Linked DNA regions of Mus musculus: region 1 is linked to region 2. The links are chromatin contacts, called in public HiChIP or PLAC-seq maps. All regions are on one chromosome and are shown on one strand. The core of a region is the stretch at or near the end of the contact, and the rest is flanking DNA. Distances in the headings are between cores, read along the strand shown.

The links. HiChIP or PLAC-seq counts read pairs in DNA pulled down with a chosen protein or histone mark.
Region 1: a FOXA1 HiChIP or PLAC-seq map of pancreatic cancer cells shows a contact between it and region 2. The contact joins the promoter of Dot1l here to the promoter of Atp8b3 in region 2. A contact is called at or near these places in 7 of 39 promoter capture datasets (the C10 cell line, cranial neural crest, embryonic stem cells and 4 more), 2 of 115 datasets of contacts at active chromatin or transcription factors (pancreatic cancer cells and pro-B cells) and 2 of 9 other capture datasets (adipose tissue and pancreatic islet).

The regions. Positions count from the first base shown.
Region 1 is chr10:80,753,786-80,756,485 of GRCm38.p6, forward strand. Dot1l (DOT1-like, histone H3 methyltransferase (S. cerevisiae)) reads left to right here and starts at 1,418. Exons shown (of 28, transcript NM_199322.2): 1 at 1,418-1,739. The coding sequence starts at 1,659.
Region 2 is chr10:80,537,801-80,540,500 of GRCm38.p6, forward strand. It overlaps Atp8b3 (ATPase, class I, type 8B, member 3), which reads right to left and starts at 1,324. Exons shown (of 28, transcript NM_026094.3): 1 at 1,216-1,324.

The sequences.
Region 1 (2,700 bases), core at 168-2,667, 220 kb after region 2:
TAGTCTTGGGTTCTATAAGAGAGCAAGCTGCAGCCAGGGCTACACAGAGAAACCCTGTCTTGGGAAAAAAATGTATTTAAGAGAGAGAGAGAGAGAGAGAGAGAGAGAGCGCAAGCTGAGCAAGCCAGGGGAAGCAAGCCAGTAAAGAACATCCCTCCATGGCCTCTGCATCAGCTCCTGCTTCCTGACCTGCCTGAGTTCCAGTCCTGACATCCTTTGGTGATTAACAGCAATGTGGAAGTGTAAGGTGAATAAACCCTTTCCTCCCCAACTTGCTTCTTGGTCCTGATGTTTGTGCAGGAATAGAAGCCCTGACTGAGACACCAAGCTACAGAGTCTTTTACCACGTCATTTAGTTTTGGAACGAGGGCTCACTGAGTTGCCCAGGCTGGCCCGGAATTTACTTGGTAGCTCAGCATGGCTTCTAGCTCCGGATCCTTCTTTTGGGGGCTGGCAAGCGCTAGGATGAGGGGTGGGAGCCATCTCCCCTAGATTACATTCACTCCCATGTAGTCAGGAAGAAGAAGCAGCTATCCAGAAGCGGCTGGTGAGCTGGTGACAGCTCACCTCAAGGTAACTTATTCTCAGAAGGTTTTGGGGGGAGGGAACTTAAGTATTAGAAGGATTGGAATGGCCTAAGAAGGAAATAAGTTTGGCTCCTGACTCTGTAAAGTTCTGGGCAGGTCAGAGAATAACATTGCTTTGAACTCTTAATTGAGAGCCTCCGACCTATAGGGTCCAATTTGACTGATGATTTATTAATTAACTTATTGCTCACATCTTTAATCCCAGCTCTCAGGAGGCAGAGGCAGGTGGATTTTGGTAAATTCGAGGTCAGACTGGTCAACAGAATGAGTTCCTGGACAGCCAGGGACACCCTGTCTCAAAAAAAAAAAAAAAAAAAAAAGCATGTAAATAAACAATAAGCAGATAGGCTAGAAAAGTGAAAAAATAGAAAAGCTAAAGAAGGGGAAAAATTGAAAAATGAAAAAAAAAAGAAAGAAAGAAAAAGCCAGAAAAACAGAAAAAGAAAATTGACGGGAAGGGAAGAGAAAGAAAAAGAACAGGAAATGGAAAGAAAAGAAAAAAGCAAAGCAAAGCGAAGGGACGCGAAGCAAGCCTGTGCAACTGGGATTTGAACTTGACCCCGCCTGGTCTCTCTCGCTTTCCTCCGCAGGGTTTCCCCGGGTCCCCGCTTCCGGCTGGCGGCGACGTCGGAGGGCAACCGAGGACGTGCGTGCGCCGCTGCGTGCGTAAGTGCGTGCGTCGGTCGGAGGAGGGCGAGTCCAAGGGGGCGTGGCGTGCGAGGGGTGGCGCGCGCGGCGCGGCGGGCGGAGGCTCTGGGCGCGCACCGCCTCTTGGCTCCCGGCCTCCCCCGCGCGCGCTCGCCGAGTGGTTCCGCCCGACCCCCCGGCTCATTGTGCCTTCTCCTCACGCCGGCCCAAGATGGCGGCGGCTCTAGACGCCCCGGCTCTGTGACTCCTACAAAGAGGGGAGCTGGGGCCACACGGGAGCGGCGGCCGAGGCACAGGCCGGGCCGTCTGTCCTCAGCCGTCCGCCCCGCGTCCGCCCGTGTCCGCCCGCCCGGCTTCCCGCCGGTGGCCCCGCCCCTCCCCCAACCGCCCGCCTAGCATGGTGCGGCGGCCGCGCGCGCCGACATGGGCGAGAAGCTGGAGCTGAGGCTCAAGTCGCCTGTGGGCGCCGAGCCCGCCGTCTACCCGTGGCCGCTGCCGGTCTACGTGAGTGTACTTGCGGAGAACGCGGGGGTAGGAGTCGTGGGGCTCCGCGGCGGCAGCGGCGGCGGCGGCGGGTCCTTGGCCGTTCTCGGCCCGCGCCTGCCGTTGCCCTGACGCGGCCGGTCGCGTTGTCGCCGCCGCCGGCCCGGAGCCCCGCGTCTCCAGCCTTTGAGGACCTGAGTCTGGACCGACCTTGTGGGCAGGGGTGTAGAGACTGAGAAGTCGGGGATTCCTTGCCTTTCGTGGCGACCCCTCATGTTGTCACCTCAAATTGTCACCTCACGTGCCCTCTTCCAGTCATCTGTTTCTTATCCTGATGCCTTCTCCTATTGTCCTCTATGCCCTTTCTCGTTGTCACCTTTTGATGTTCATGGGCAGGTGCTAAAAAGAACCCTAGGAAGTCAGGGGGAGGTTGGCCCTTGGGTTTGGGTTGTCCCCCCACGTTCGTGGAGTGGTAGGAGGGCTCCGAATAGTTGTTTCTTCATGTCAGGGTGCCCGGCTGAAAGAACCTGAGAAGTTAGAGAGGTTGTCATCTCAATTTGTACCTCATGTGTCGTTTGACGTTGGTGGATTGGCCTGGAGGTACATTGGAATGCTGGAGCAGTTGTTTCTTAATGTTGGTGGCATGGCTAGAGGGGACTTAGGGAGTCTGGAGGTTGTCCTCTCATGCTGGTGGGTAGAGCTGGTGCGACTCTGCAAAGCTGGAGGTGTTATCCCTTAAAGTGGAAGTGCCAGAGGCAAGTGGGTTCTGAAGTCCAGGAGGGCCTGCGGAGGTCAGTGTACTGTCCCCTTGTGGCCCTTTGTATGCTTTGAGTAGAAGATACAGCAGTGGGGTTCCCTGGTGCTGCTGAGTTCACATCCTCACTGGGGTCCCAGGGAACATGTGTGTCCTGGGATGCCCTTGCACCTGTCCTCTGCCTCTTCGAATTAGGCAGCCCTGTGTGTCCTTGAACATTCCCACAAG
Region 2 (2,700 bases), core at 74-2,573:
AGGAGGAAGAGGAGGAGGAGGAGGAGGAGGAGGAGGAGGAGGAGGAGGAGGAGGAGGGAGACAAAAAGATCTGGCCTTGGGATTGCTAAGTGTAGTGACAGGGTCTCACTCTGCTGCTCTTACACCCATAATTCTGCTCCAGCCTCCTGGAGGAGCTAGGATGACAGACCTGTGCTCTCACTCCTGGCTGGGTCTGGTAACTTAAGACAGCCCTATACCTGGTGACATGGGTCCTCCCTGCTCCCTTCCCGGGGGGCAGATCTTCAACCACCACCTGAGCACTCACCCCATCGGTCCCCCAGTTTACCCATATGCCCCCCACTGTCACCACCCTGCCTGGTGGATTTCTTCCTCACCCTCCAAATTTCACTCTGTACTTCCCAGACCGGCCCGTGGGAATCATGCGCCTCCTGGGGGCTTCCTGAGCAGCTGGGGTGTCCCCCATCTTGCCTCTGGTCACCTCTCTTCTAGAGCTTTCACTGTCTTAATGTCTGCTGAACCCACATTTCCCCCAGGACAAGGAGTCCTGGTGTCTGAGTCATGTGTTTCCCCAGGGCATCTTGGGGCCCCACCTCCTCCTGGCTCAGCACCAGCTCTGGGTATTGGGCTTTTCCCTGATTATCACGTGAGGAAAACTGAGGCTGGAGAGGGTGTGGGAAGGATGTGTGAAGAGATCTTGATTCTAGGGAACACTCTAGTCCAGGGGTTCTTAACCTTCCTAATGCTATGACCCTTTAATAAGTTCCTCATATTGTGGGGACCCCAACGACAAAATTGGTTTTGTTGTTATTCCATGACTAATTTTGCTACTGTCATGAAGCATAATGCAAATATCTGTTTTTTTCAGATCGTCTTAGGTGGCCCCTGTGAAAGGGTCGTTTGACCCTCCCCAGGTTGAGAATTGCTACTGCACTCAGTCTTCCTTTCCAATGTTTTTCAAAGTTTCCAAAATCTTCCTGTTCCAAAGTGTTCCTGCCCACTCACCAGACACCCCATTAGCAGTATTCCCCAGCGGCCATGACGCACAGCCCTAGTGAACTCTAGTGGTCACCAAACTGTCCTGTAGGTAAGCTCCACCTCGGTGTCTGGTTTTATGAACCTCAAGGGGGCACCATCTCCTGTCTCAAGTGCTGGCATCCGGGCCCAAGACCCCTAGAGCACAGAGAGGTCACAGTGGCGCCCAAGGATGCACAACTCGTGAGCATCGGTGCTCACCTGCGAGGGCCGGGCTTGGTGGGGCCTGGCTGCCTAGGGCGGGCCGCCAGCGGCGTCCAGGGCCGCCGATGTTGTGGAGCTGTTAGCCTGGTGCCAACGGGTCTGAAACGGGTGGCGCGGGCTCGTGGGGCGGGGCATTGCGAAGGGGGCGGGGCCTACCAGAGCCTTAAGGCCTGCAGCTTAAGGGCAGGAGAAGGATAGGACCAGGCGACAGGGGCGGGGCCTGGAGAAGGTGGGGCCTAGTTGAATGGCACAGAGGGTAAGGGTAGAGCCTGGAGTTGTGGGCGTGGCTGAGTCTTCGGGGTGTGGTCAGGTCTCGTGGGCGGAGTCGTGTTTTAGGAGCTTGGCAGAGCCAACCTTGTGCTACAAACCAGGCTTATGGGTGGAGCAAGAATTAATTGTACAGCCAGGCGTAGTGGCATACGCCTTTAATCCCAGCACTCGGGAGGCAGAGGCAGGTGGATTTCTGAGTTCGAGGCCAGCCTGGTCTACAAAGTGAGTTCCAGGACAGCCAGGACAGCTATACAGAGAAACCCTGTCTCAAAAAAAAAAAAAAAAAAAGCGGAGACCAGGCTTCCAGGGGAGTCTATTCCTGGTGAGCGTGGTATTACATCTCAAGGATGGGACAATGCTTTGTGGGCGGAGGCATGAGTCAAGGGCCAGGAAGGAAGGAAGGAGGGAGGGGGTTTGGGTAAACTAGAAAGGACAGGAAAGCCTTGGGAAGAGGTCAGGGAGGAAAGGCAGGGGTCTGGCATCTGGAATCTCTGCGGGCAAGGCCAAGATAAGGCCAGCCGTAGAACAGAAAAGGGTCAAGCCAGGCAGTGGTGACACATGCCTTTAATCCCAGTACTTGGGAGGCAGAGACAGAGGCAGGCCTGGTCTACAGAGTGAGTTCCAGAACAGCCAGGGCTACACAGAGAAACTCTGTCTTGAAAAACCAAAAGGAGGAGGAGGAGGAGGAGGAGGAGGAGGAGGAGGAGGAGGAGGAGGAGGAGGAGGAGGAGGAGGAGGAGAAAAGAAGAAAAGGGTCAAGTCATGATCCAGGGAGGGAGGCAGAGACTAGGGCATGGCTGGGGTATCAGGGACAGGCTCAGAAAAGGTGGGTCTGAGCTTCATTCTGCAGGGCAGGAGTTAAGTTCAAACTGGTCTCAAGCTTTATTATGTAGGGGAATGCAGATTAATCCTCCACCCTATATAATGACAGCAGCCTCTCACTGAGCTACATCTCCTGCATTTGGGAAGAGCATCTTCCAAGCACACTAAGCACAGTATACTCCAGCCCAACTAAACATTGCTGAATTGGGGATTAGGAGTGGGAAGGTTGCACACCAGTGAGCACGGTTGAGCCAGGTCTGTATCTGTCATGCCTAAGTGGGAAAGGGAGCCCACAAGGCACTGATGGGCTATGTTGATACCTGTGTACAGTGGATGTATGCCAGGGATGCTGGCCACGGTACACCCTGAAGAGGCTGTAGTCAGCCCTGC